4 separate regions of the Sus scrofa genome follow, and all the other regions are linked to region 1. A link is a contact called in public Hi-C and HiChIP or PLAC-seq data. All regions are on one chromosome and are shown on one strand. The core of a region is the stretch at or near the end of the contact, and the rest is flanking DNA. Distances in the headings are between cores, read along the strand shown. Region 1 has its middle 13 kb from the start of NFKBIZ. Region 2 overlaps LOC102162881 (a long non-coding RNA gene). Region 3 has its middle 270 kb from the start of NFKBIZ. Region 4 overlaps LOC102162881 (a long non-coding RNA gene).

Evidence for each region. A called contact is a pair of places that touch in the nucleus more often than the background predicts. HiChIP or PLAC-seq counts read pairs in DNA pulled down with a chosen protein or histone mark.
Region 2: a Hi-C map of embryonic fibroblasts shows a contact between it and region 1, with 1.9 times the contacts expected there. The contact joins two enhancer-like sites. A contact is called at or near these places in 1 of 47 Hi-C or Micro-C datasets (embryonic fibroblasts) and 1 of 2 datasets of contacts at active chromatin or transcription factors (alveolar macrophages).
Region 3: a Hi-C map of embryonic fibroblasts shows a contact between it and region 1, with 2.4 times the contacts expected there. The contact joins two enhancer-like sites. A contact is called at or near these places in 1 of 47 Hi-C or Micro-C datasets (embryonic fibroblasts) and 1 of 2 datasets of contacts at active chromatin or transcription factors (alveolar macrophages).
Region 4: a contact with region 1 is called in an H3K27ac HiChIP or PLAC-seq map of alveolar macrophages. The contact joins two enhancer-like sites.

What each region holds. Positions count from the first base shown.
Region 1 is chr13:157,258,346-157,261,688 of Sscrofa11.1, forward strand. It overlaps a transcript of NFKBIZ not described here. Among named protein-coding and RNA genes, the nearest start is that of NFKBIZ, 13 kb to the right of the region's middle. Within about 2 kb of position 1,681, at least 5 of the 83 cell types and tissues checked have an H3K27ac peak or open chromatin away from gene starts, as enhancers often do. A contact at or near this core is called in alveolar macrophages and embryonic fibroblasts, where this site is marked.
Region 2 is chr13:157,070,429-157,073,519 of Sscrofa11.1, forward strand. All of the region lies in intron 3 of LOC102162881 (a long non-coding RNA gene), which reads right to left. Among named protein-coding and RNA genes, the nearest start is that of NFKBIZ, 200 kb to the right of the region's middle. Within about 2 kb of position 1,388, at least 7 of the 83 cell types and tissues checked have an H3K27ac peak or open chromatin away from gene starts, as enhancers often do. A contact at or near this core is called in alveolar macrophages and embryonic fibroblasts, where this site is marked.
Region 3 is chr13:157,005,516-157,008,814 of Sscrofa11.1, forward strand. No RefSeq gene overlaps it. Among named protein-coding and RNA genes, the nearest start is that of NFKBIZ, 270 kb to the right of the region's middle. Within about 2 kb of position 1,421, at least 6 of the 83 cell types and tissues checked have an H3K27ac peak or open chromatin away from gene starts, as enhancers often do. A contact at or near this core is called in embryonic fibroblasts, where this site is marked.
Region 4 is chr13:157,035,372-157,038,425 of Sscrofa11.1, forward strand. All of the region lies in intron 4 of LOC102162881 (a long non-coding RNA gene), which reads right to left. Among named protein-coding and RNA genes, the nearest start is that of NFKBIZ, 240 kb to the right of the region's middle. Within about 2 kb of position 1,295, at least 16 of the 83 cell types and tissues checked have an H3K27ac peak or open chromatin away from gene starts, as enhancers often do. A contact at or near this core is called in alveolar macrophages, where this site is marked.

The DNA.
Region 1 (3,343 bases), core at 431-2,930:
CATCAATTTGCTGCCTCATCCTCATGGGCTTTCCGGCAACCCATTCTCTTCTCACCATAGAGCTACTGCCCAGCCACAGCTACTCTCCGAAGTCTGCTTTTCCAAATTAATACAGACTAATCTGTCCACCAGAATTATCTTCACATGTATCCTTCCAGAAGCCCTAAAAATCCTGGAGATTCTGATTCAGAATGTCTCGGGTGGGGCTGAGGTATTTGCATATTTACTAAGCCTCACAAAAGATGCTGATGCCCACCAGGGGCTGAGAGTTTGAACCCAGGGCATTTAGCAGTTGGACTAGCTGTCTTGCTACTCTTATCCCCAAATCTTGGGCTGACAAGCAAGTGAAATCATTTGGTGGAGGGAGCAGGCAGCATGGCGTTGGAGGATAAACACACATAAGAGACTAGACACACTTTGAGAGCAATCTGCACTTAGTCCTCGGGGAAACGTGCCATTCATGTGACATTTCTGAGTCGACACAGACTCCAAGAGTGGAGTGAGGGGACTGAGAAGATAAAGTGAAACCAGACTTGGTGTATAGCTAAAGATGAAGTCTTTTGGGTTTAAGTTATAAACTCCATGTGAATGATAAAATGTTTACACATTGAGGTATAAAATATACTGAGAAAATATAAATTAAAAAGGAAGCTATGGGAGTTCGCGTCATGGCACAGCAGAAACAAATCCAACTAGGAGCCATGAGGTTGCAGGTTCGATCCCCGGCCTTGCTTAGTGGGTTAAGGATCCGGCATTGCCATGAGCTGTGGTGTAGGTCACAGACACGACTCGGATCCTGCGTTGCTGTGGCTGTGGTGTATGTCGGCAGCTGTAGCTCTAATTGGACCCCTGGCCTGGGAACCTCCATGTGCCGTGGGTGCGGCCCTAAAAGGACAAAAGACAAAAAAAAAAATTTTTTTTAAAAGGAAGCTATGAATTAAATTCAGGTATTTATTGAACATTTACTATGTGTCAGACACTGTGCTAGGTGAGGAGCCTCTGATGAAGAAAAACATGGTCACTCCTCTCCTCTCAAGGACAAATCCAGGGCACTAGCAGGACAACCAAAAACCCGAGTGTCTGGTTATAATGAATGTAAGATCTTGTCCCTTAGCCTGACCTCAGAACGATCAACAAGAACTTAGCCAGTGGCTGAAGTTGATTTCTCCCTGGAGTCACGTTCAATACGGAACTGGTATTATCAAAAGATGAGAAAGTCAGTGGTACTGAGTTTAAGAAGGTGACATTTACTAAAGGTTAGAAGAATTTGAGGAAATTCTCCACTCCTGATTAAGTAAAAATTTAGAAATGATATTGTTACTTATTTGATTAACAAATGGAGCTGGAAGATATGGTCTCTGACACTTGAGGAAATTCCTTAGTGAAACATCACACTACAGGTATTAGAATTAATCCTTTCCACAGGATTAACTCTAATTTTTTTTTAAGAGTGCAACAATGCCATTTTTCATTAACATATCATTGACATCATTGTTAAATTACATAGCTGAGTTAAGTTCAGAATTATGATCATTAACTCATTAGTACTTTACAGTATATCTCTGGCTCAAAACATCACTTCCACACAAAACCAATGACCCCAACCAGGACTGACATACATTCATCCACTCAGTATCCTCTAAGTTGCTACTGCATGCCAAGCACTCTGCTTGGCCCTTGAGCCCATAGTCTTGGCTTCTGGGCGGTCATTCTTTAGGAAATATTCCAACAATAACCACCCTCTCTGCCCATATGGCAGATATTCACCAATTACAGCACCCTCTTCTGCCAAAGCCCCTAAACTGCCTGAAGATCTTTCCCAATACACCACTCATGAGAATATTTCCAGTTATAGGTAGAACACAAGATGAAACTTATTGGCCATCCAAATATTAACCAAGCTACAGTGAGTCACTTGTGGTTCCCCCAAAATACTATTGCCTTGATTCATGTTTTCTGTTTCATTCACCTCCCTCTCCCCTTGTAGGAACATTCAAATCAGCTCTTCTGAAGATACAACTCAAAATGCTCCACCTTGAAGTCTCCTTAGTTCTCCACATTCAGATGTAAAGTCTTCTTCTCCATCTTTATGTTTCTTCCTCTTTTTTCTAATCAAATACATGCCATGCTTCCCATGTATATAACTTAAGGGTAAGAAATATGCCTTTCATGTCTTTAAATGCCACATATTATCTATCAGAAAGCTTTGCGTGCACGAACCCGCAATCACATGCTTACTAAGCACTGGTCCAGTTAATTAATTATGAGAGAACTTGGGATGAAGAATATGTAAGTTCACTCGGGAAAAAGCTCATAGTATAGATACATTTAATGGAGGTTCATTATTTCTACTGTTCTGGTTATCAGGTTGCATTTGCAATATGTTACTCTTGAGACTTCATTTATACGAAAGAAGAAAAATGATGTACAGAAATAGAGCTACAGTAGATTCTTAACCTGTTAGTCATGGGCCCCTGGTGGCAGTGTAGCCCCTGACATTGTAAACAGCATTTGTGTGTATGTGCATAGGTGCAATTTTGCCAGGGAGAAGATTTACAGCTTTCATCAGATTCCCAAAAGGGGTTACAAGAACTAGAATATACGTGCTGTAAATGACTAATGTTGACAGATGTTTATGTGTTTGTTCTAACTCATCAAAATGGCATGTTGGGGAAAGAAGGGACCCCATTTACTGATGTTCCCAGGTTTACATCTCTCAGGATGTTCCTGGGAATCCCAAACTATTTTTCCTATGTTCACTGCTCCCACAAGAGAAAGTATGAAAAATACAGTCATAAACATAATGACTTAGCTTTTTTGGCACATAAACATCTAAATGATCAACAATGTATTTTAAACTTCCATATTTTCAGAATCTAATAAATCTCTAATGAACTTGGCAAACGAGTTTTTTGATGGTAGGTCTTACATAACTTCAGGAAATATGTTCTCAAAAGAATCCCTAATAAATAAATAATGGCTAATTGCAAGGTTTTAAATTAGTAACTAATAGGGCTTTTCAACCTTGGGAAATATAAATAAGGGACTAGGAAAAGAAAATGCACATCCTTAAGAAGAATAGCATCATTGAATTAATGTTTATTTAAAACGATTCGTGAGTTTTTCCATGAGTGTCAATGGACAGATTCACATCACAAACATACTTTCAGATACCAAATAACTATAACTTTTGTCCACAAGACATACTAGGTCAAACAATGTGATCAATCCAAAGGTTATCTTTTGTTAAAGGATTTAAGGGCTTAGCTACAAAGATGATTAGTCAATCAACTGCTTATGAGACATTTAAAAAAAATAGAAAGCTTTTCCATGAATCAAATTT
Region 2 (3,091 bases), core at 138-2,637, 190 kb before region 1:
AGGCTAAGGGTCGAATTGCAGCTGTAGCCACCGGCCTACGCCAGAGCCACAGCAACAGAGCCATGTCTGCAACCTACACCACAGCTCACAGCAACGCCAGATCCTTCACCCACTGAGCAAGGGCAGGGATCGAACCTGCAACCTCATGGTTCCTAGTCAGATTCGTTAACCACTGCACCACGATGGGAACTCCCACATTTTTAAATGTGGAAAATGTCATATTAAAATCCAAATTTGGGCCTTATTTTGAAAAATTGGAAGACCTGACAACACTCGGTGCCTCTCAGAACTGAAGAAACAACACCATCTGTGTTTCGAGTATTTGCTGAAGGTCCCCCACATCCACTGCTTCTTATTCCCCCTCAAATCTGTATCCCTTTTCATTCAATTTTATAATTATCAATTCTATTTTTAATGGTTATGTATATAATTTAGCAATTCTACAGCAAGCAATCTCATCACAAAATCTGTGTAAAATTTTACAGTTACCCCCTTAGGAAATTGCTCAGAAATAGAACATGTGAGTCAAGGGATATTCTCATTTAAAATTTTCAGAGGTATTGCCCTCAATTTGTACCAATTTAAATTCCCACAGAATGTATGAGAATACCTCTGGTCTCTTCCTATAGCCAATAATGAATATCAGCAATTAAACTTTCCCACTCAACAGATGAAAACTAATAGCTAATTATTCTTCTAACCTGCACTGATTTAAAGGTTAGCCATTTTTTTCATGTTTATGCCCATTTCCATAGTAAATTGTCTATTTATATCTCTGGGCCTTGTCTCATCATTTCTTCATGATTTATCAAATATCCTCATGTATCAGAGGTATTAATTGACAGTCCCTATCAGCTTGCCACCTATCTTTAAACATTGTTTACAATGGGCATTGAGAAGGGTTGTCACATAGAGACTTTTAATGTTATTAGTCTGATCTGATCTATTAATCTTTTTAAGGGTCAACAGAAAATTTTAAATACTGACTAGGTATTTTTTTCTTTCTTTTGCTATGAAAATAATATGTTCAATGTGTTTAAAAATTCAAACAGTAGAGGAATATTTAAAGAAGAAAGTAAAACTAACTAAAAATCTTCCCATCCATGGTCTATATTTAGAATATACCAGAAAAATAAAGCTTTATTTGCAAGTTTATTGAGACCCTTGGAGGAAAAACAAATGTATACCCTTATCACTATCTTTGCTAAACAGAGGAGATTTGCTGGTGAAATGCGGTACTACTTTTAACCACCACAATATACATATCTTGGCTTGCTTAAAAAGTAGCCACACAGGGGCAGCTTTCTCATCTTTCATCCTGAAACCAAGTGGCAGAGCTATTCTCAAAGCTGGCCAAGCAGCAAATGGCCTGTGAACCACTAGTGACTCATCAATGACCAACTACACAGGCAGCAGAGCGTTTCCCCTTGTTCTGATGGGCTTTCAAGGCTCAGTCAAGGACTCTCACCTCGGTCTGCCTCTTCCTCAGTCTTCTGGGAACATAGTGAATGGGCCATGTTAGGGAAGACAAAGCATAGGTATTAAACAGTAATAAGAGTCTAAGCAGCGTATGAGGAAAAAAGGCCAGTAGCCTTATCCAGTACCTTCAATGCATTATCCCCCCCATCTTCTTTAGAGATTTTGGTCTTCGAATGATTTTACATAAAAGAACCCAATGAGTTTAAACTCAATTTTCTTTTCTCTAAACTCATTTATAAACTATTTCCACATCTCTAAATCCACTTGGGAGTACACATATTTGATACAGGTACAACTGTACAAATATTCTATTATGTGTTCTACATTATTCATCTGAACAATCTGTTATATACTTTTCAGTGACCAAAAGAAGTCACTGAAAACCCCTGGGAGGTTTGGGGTTAATATCTGCAAACTATTACATTTAGAGTGGATAAATAACAGGGTCCTACTGTGTAGCACAGAGAACTATATCCAGTATCCTGGGATACACCATGATGGAAAAGAATATAAAAAAGAATGTGTGTGTGTGTGTGTGTGTGTCTGTGTGTGTGTATAAAACTGGGTCACTTAGCTATACAGTAGAAATTGGCACAACACTATAAATCAACTATATGTTAATTTTAAATTTTTTAGCTTAAAAATTTTAAAAAGAGTGCCCAAGCTTTTATTTCTAGTAGCTCTGTAGTACTCCAACTTTCTATAATAAGTTTTGCGATTATTTGTTTAGCTATTACTCTCTTCTTAAACACTTGAGTTGCTCTCAGTCATATGCCCTTTAAAATTCAAGACATTGTCTGTACAAAGTACTTTTTGGTTGTTTCCTTGGGGTTTATTCCCTTGAGGGATAAGCCTAAGGTGAAAGGTTATCCACAGCTTTACAATTCAAGTGAGTAGCACTTTCGACAAAACAGCTACAGTCTCATCATGTGATTTCCTTTCATCAGAGTTACTTTCATCAATACTAATGAAGGAATAGAGAAGAATTTCTCTAGTGAGAATCACCCAGCCGTGGCCACCACCCATGGCCACTGCTGAAAACCCATAGACTTTTTGCTCAAATTCCCTCAGACATAGGCCCTTGAAAAAATTTCTCAAACGTTTAAGTCTAACCCATCCACTCAGAAAGAAAGAGATACTCTGTGGGCAGCTCTCCTTTTTGCTAATCTCAACACACTGCTTCAGATCAGTCACAGGGCCTCCAATAGACTGACTGCCTTAACCCCAAAGCACACAGCAGACACTGCCACACAGTTCTGGGCCAACCCTCACAGACATCAGGTTGCACTCTCTGGAACATGCCCTCTTTACGTGGGTCATCCATGAGCAGTTTGGCCAGGGGCCTGGCATCTTCAGAATTTGTATAGTCCATCTTGTGAAGACTGCCAACCCTGCCTTACCCTTCGTATAACACCCAAGTCCAAACACTACTTCCATCAATGAATAAATATCTTTTGAGAGTTTACTTCCACTCTTGGCCCTTAGTAAATTCTCAACAGAGTAGCCAGCATGATCCATGCAAATGTAGATCAGACCTTGCCTGACTTCTGCTCAGAACACATCTCTCCCCTCCCCAAAGGCTCCCCAAACCAAAGGACATCCAGTAGCTACA
Region 3 (3,299 bases), core at 171-2,670, 250 kb before region 1:
CAACTCCTTGGATCAAATTAAATATGGAATCGATGGAAACCAAGGAAGTAAAAGGCAAGCTTAAAAAAGCAATGAGTATGAGTGCTTATCAAACATCTTCATGTATGCTAACTACTCTGTATTATCTAGGAATGGTTCATCACTTGTTAATAGAAATAATTCTGCAAAGTGGGTATACTAAAGAATTGTCATATGTGTATAGGTTGCAATGCAAGAAATTTGTCCATTGCTGGTAAAGCATCTGGAAATTGTTGGATTGTTAAAGGTGAATAGTAATTTGGCAAACATAAAAAGATGTCCTCTGAAACCTGAAATAGGCAATAATATTTTACAATTTTAAAGAAAACTGTATTTTAAACATGAAGTTTAATTTGCCTGGAGTCTGTGATCATTCAGGCAGTACAGAAAGAGATAATGGAAAATACAAATTTTCATTGCATTTTTTGTTTAATTTTAATGGCTGCCCCCGTGCTATATGGAAGTTCCCAGTCCAGGGATTGAATCTAAGCTGCAGCTTCAACCTGAGCCACAGCTGCAACAACAAGCAACAATGGATCTTTTAACCCTTTGCACCTGGCCAGGGATTGAGCCCTCACCTCCTCAGAAATCCAGACCACTGCATTGGGGTTTTTAACCCACTGTACCACAGCAGGAACTCCCAACTGCATTTTAATGTAGAATGAGTTTTATGCACATTTCCCAATGATCTGAATTCAAAATTCAAATCAGACTTTATTACAAAGTGGGAAGAAATTTGCAACTAAGCACTTTAATAACCATACCAGACCCTTGGTCAGTCTGTCTATGTGGCCAGACTTTCATCCTCCGCCTCCTCCACAAAGTATGTGTGACAACACAGACAGAGCACATCATTCCTCCTTTGACCCCCAAACAGATTCTACTCTGATTTTCTTTATCCCACTGGTAGCTCCATTCTCTCAGACTCAGAGTCCTAATGTCTGAGTCAACTCTGACTCCTCCTTCTGCTTTCCCTTCTCCCTCTCCTTCTTCTTGTATAGCCTATCAGTAGCCACACCCTGTGCCTTCTATCCCAGCTAAGTTTCTTGCATGAATATTCTACTTGCTCTCATAACCTTTCTCCTGACTTCCTATGAGATCCACCTGAAAGTCCCTGGCTTCTGCTTCACCCTCCATGTAACTCATATTATGCACTGTGATCACAGGGATATTGAACCCTAGATTTTTTAAAAGGCAGGTAAGTTTAGGTTCCATCTTTCTTAGAGAAGAAAGTAGAGCAATTGTGCACTGATTTACAAGTTTAAAAACCTTGACTTGCTTGATGCGAAAATAAAAATAAGAAATATTGAAAGAAATACAAGGATGCCCTACTCTTGATCTGCCACAGCTTGGTGATTTTCATGTCCCTGCGTCTCCTTGGAAAACTTAATGGAAACCCTAACAAGGAGCCAACACAAGATGAGTAATGGTTACTGACTCAGACAAGAACAAGATGTCTCCAAATGAGGGAAAACACTGCTCCAACCACAGGAAATCAGAAGCAGGAATCATCATAAGAGCCAAAAGACAGCCTTGAAGCAACACATCTGCCAACCACCAAAAATCTCCTTAGGTTACAACTGAATTAAACTAGTGGCTGTCCTCTGAGTAAAGACTTCAGTGCTAAAGTATACTATCCTCTCCAATCCCTTAAATAAGTCTTCCTTTTGATGTATTGTTTAATTCCTTTGTGGCAGGAATTTCCTAAGCTTCTCTTTGCTATGCGAGAGGACTATCTACCCATTGAGGGAGGATCTGTGTATTAATGATATTTTTTGCAGCTCTTGGGATGTAGCTGTGCTACATAATGCTGGCTTTCAACCCAATAAATCTTTTTCTCTTCTTGCTCATTAACACAATCCAAATGTTGGAGTCCTCACTAATGTTCCCAGATAAAACTTATACAGGGATCCCCCACTTTTCAAGTTTGGTTTATCCCACTTTTACAAAAGACCTACATTAATACACATTAATGTGTATTTTCACTAATCAAAAGAAATTCCAAGAGGATTTTGCTTTTATGAAAAAAGGTGAAAAAAAAATGTTTAGCATTTTTTCTTTTTTTCTTTTTTTTTTTTTTTTTTTTTTGTCTTTTTAGGCTGCACCCACAGGATATGGAGGTTCCCTGGCTAGGGGTCCATTCGGAGCTGTTGCTGCCAGCTTACGCCAGAGCCACAGCAACGCCAGTTCTGAGCCGCATCTGTGACCTACACCACAGCTCATGGCAATGCCTGATCCTTAACCCACTGAGCAAGGCCAGGGATCAAACCAGCAACCTCATGGTTCCTAGTCAGATTTGTTTCAGCTGCACCACAACAGGAACTCTGTGTTCAGCATTTATATAGTAGCTGTTACAGAGGCAGAGAGTGGCTGTTACAGAGGACCGCCAAGCTCCTTCCCCGGGGAACTGCAGTCAGCATCTCAGCATCAGGCCACCATAGCTTTGAACTTTGTGAGCAGCTATGCTTTATCTCCATTTATTGTGCATCCATTAGCAAGACGTGTCCTAAGGTAATTGTTACTTTGCCTTATACCATTACAGCTTATGAAAGGTTTCATAGGAACACACTACTTTCAGAGAACAGGGGAAACATGCATTTCCCAGCTTGTCTTGCAGATAAGGACAGCCATATGACATAGTTCTGGTCAATAAAATGTAAGCTGAAGTAATTGGTTGGAGCTCCAAAAAAAATCTCTAAAAGACTCAGTGGGCATACACCTTCTTGCTCTTTCCCATTTTTTCCTTTCTCCTGCCTGGAACGTGGGCACAAGGGCTAGAAAGGCAACTACAGCCACCATCTTGCAACCATGAAAGAAAGGCAAGAGAATCGTAAAGACTTCAGCCCCCAACAGCCTCAAGCTGTTGAACCAATACCAGCAACCATCTATATCTGGTTTTCTCATTACATGAGGAAATAAATCACTATTTAGTTAATTACTAACATTCATGTTTACTATTAAGTGCACTTGATCAAAAAAACTGATATAGTAGTTTAAATGGGGAATAACAGAAATAATTACTATTCTGGCCATGATCTGTGATGTATCTATCTTTTTGTGAACATGGCATCTGTCTGTGTGTCTGTGTTTGTGTGATGGGTTGTACTCTCACATCTACAGTATGCTATGCTAACTCTCAGATGATGTTATGTGCTGAATATTTGTGTTCCCTCAAAATTCAGAGTTGAAGCCCTACCTCCCAACGTGTTGGCAATCAGAGACTGGGTGGGCCTTTGGGAGGTAACTAGGGTTAGAAGGACATAGAATTGGATGTGAATCCA
Region 4 (3,054 bases), core at 45-2,544, 220 kb before region 1:
AAAAAAGCCCCCATGCTACCCCCGACAAAGCTCCAGGATTTCCTCACATCGCCAACACTACAGTCTCTACCCTGAAGCCATAAGCTGTGAATAGGATGTCAAGTTCAGAAGGACAATGATTACTAATTACTGTTGGTCCCAATTATGTTTGATTTTCCTATTTATTGTTAACAATAACTACACAGTTGAAAAGGAACTGCACAGAGGCTATAACAAAATAAACACCATTTCTTGGTTATTAAATTTATATTTCACAGCATTTGTATTTACAGCTTAATCAGATCTTTAAAATACTAACAGGTACAAGTTGCATAATAAATTCAAATAGATATTTTACTAATCTTGTGTCATGTTGATTAAAAACTGTGGGTCCTGAATAGACTTTAAAAACACAGAATGGGAGTTTCCTTCATGGCTCAGCAGTTAACGAACCCAACTAGCATCCATGAGGATGCACGTTCAATCCATGGCCTCAGTCGGTGGGTTAAGGATCCAGCATTGCTGTGAGCTGTGGTGTAGTTTGCAGATGCAGTTCGGATCCTGAGTTGCTGTGGCTCTGGCATAGGCTGGCGGCTACAGCTCCAATTGGACCTCTAGCCTGGGAACCTCCATATGCCAGGGGTGTGGCCCTAAAAAGACTAAATAAATAAATATAAAAATAAAAACATAGAATGAAGCCAAATTTTGTGGCCTTCTTAAAGATGGGGCCCACAGAAAAATTTCTCTTCCAAAGCTTAGTTAGTGGACTCCAGCCACCAGGAATGACAGCTTTCTTTATTGGAAAAACATAAATGTGGAGAAAAATCCCTGTGAATTCAGTCAGGAAATCGGAAACCATGCTAAGTGTCTTAACCAGGAATGGGAATTCCCGTTATAGCACAATGGGATTAGCGGTATCTCTGCAGCTCCAGGATGCAGGTTCAATCCCTGACTCAGCACAGTGGGTTAAAGGATCTGTGTTGCCACAATTGTGGCATGGGTTACAACTTCAGCTGGAATCTGATCCCTAGCCTGGGAACTCCATATGCCACCCATGTGGCCAAAAAAAAAAGGAATGGATTCAATATAAGGAAATAGGTTCTTATAAAACTACTGAAAGAACTGGAGGAGCAAAAATTGGGAGGGGCTGTCATAAGTTTCAAGTTTGTGGCCACAAAGAAAAAGGAAGCTGCTTGCTGCCACCCAAAATCAGAACTATGCAAGTATCTGCTGCCAATTTCTGAGATTCTTAGGGCTCCAAAGTAGGTAAAATGGCAACCACTCCACATCTGGACATCTGGGAAGCCTACTCATCAGCCCACACCACTGCCAGAGAACAGGAAGATAATATCAGCCCCCTTCCTCTTCCACATTTGGGATCCCATATGAGAGTATGTCATTGGCAGAGTCCTACCAGCTTGGAACCCTACTAGCAAAATACCCCAAGAAACATAGTTCTCAAGTTTTCTCCTGCATTGTTACAAGGAAGAATTTATAAGGGATCTAAGGGTGCAAGTGCCAGCAGACAATTCTGATACCAGAATTATTCTAACAGGCAAACCTCCAAACCCCATCCTCCTCAGAAAAGAATCCACCTCTTTTGTCACTGAGACAACACTAAGACAACAGCCACCTTTCAACGACACACAAATCATTTCCTCAGGTATTCTGAGAACCCAGAAGACAAAGTAACCTCTACTGACAAATTATAACAAAAATGCTCAAAGTCTCCACCCTGGTCACCCTTAAAGGAATTCTATGTAAAATACTAATGGGACATTTCCTTCAGCAACAACAAAAAAATCCCCTTAAAGGAACACCAAAAAGAAAAGAGGATTCCTTCCATGTAAGGCTAGGAATTCTCCTCAAAGTTCTTATGAAATACTTAGTTTTATTTTCTGGATAGATGACCAAATAATTTAGATCAAGAAAAATGGCAAACAGCTTCAGAACTTTCCCAAAGATAACACTTTGGAAAAGTATCACATTTCTTTACCGATTAAAGAATATTACCGTGTCTCCCTCTCTCTGATTTTATACACTGAACTTGTTTCTTTCAGTTTCAGTTAAAAGTGACCTTTTAATTGGGGATTTTCCATTCATGATTCTTTTTCCGGAATAAAAGCCCAAGTTTTTCCATTTACACCAGCTTATAAAAGGGTTTCCTTTCCTTTAAAGGAGTCTTTTTAAAAACATTTCAATTTCCTTGTCTTCAAATCTTTCTTAAACTTAATATCATAACAGGAAAAAGGCATAAAATAAAAGGCATAATATCCTAACAAAAAAAAAAAGCATAAAGATCTGTTGGTTGCAAAAGTGCCATATTTTAATATCTTATTAATTGCACCTTTTAAATATCCTTGAAGGATACAATAATAAATGTGTCCCCTGGGTTTGAAAGTGCATCTTCTCCCTAATGGAATAATGAATTGACCTCTACACCACACTTGTAGCTATAAAGTTATTTTTGCCAGAAAATATGTGATGACACAAAAGTGGATATTAGGTTAAAGGAAGAACTGTTGCAGAGGTTGAGGCAGGAATGAGAGGTTCAGAGGCTGCCCCTCCCAGGAGTTCTGGGGAGCATAATTTAGAATTATTTATACCACACATAGAACACTCTTCTTCAGCACCCCAGGTTTAGGGTTATAAATGGGTGACTTGCCCTTTTTTTGTCTGTAGCCATCCTAGCTAATGTTAAAAGAGACCTCACCAGAAAGCCATTTCAGGAGCGAAGGGAAGCCCAGGCTCCTTGGGAGAACTGGCCATCAGACTGAGCAGATAACAGTTCTCCAGCACTCCTGGCCACACAGCTCCTGACGGTTCCAGGCCAGAGCTTGTCATGCCCAATCACCTCTGCACTTCTCAGGCCAACAGTTGAGAAGGGTCAGGGATAGTCTAATGGCTTTCAAATGCCAGCTTCCTCAGCCCACCCTGGGCCAGGGCATTGGCAGGACAGGCCCGTACTGCCAGCTATGCTTTCTGACCACTAGGAATCAAAGCCAGGTTGAATGAAATGTTAGACATTGTCCTTCAATTTTTTTCTTTTTTCTTTTTTTTTTTTTTTTTTTTTTT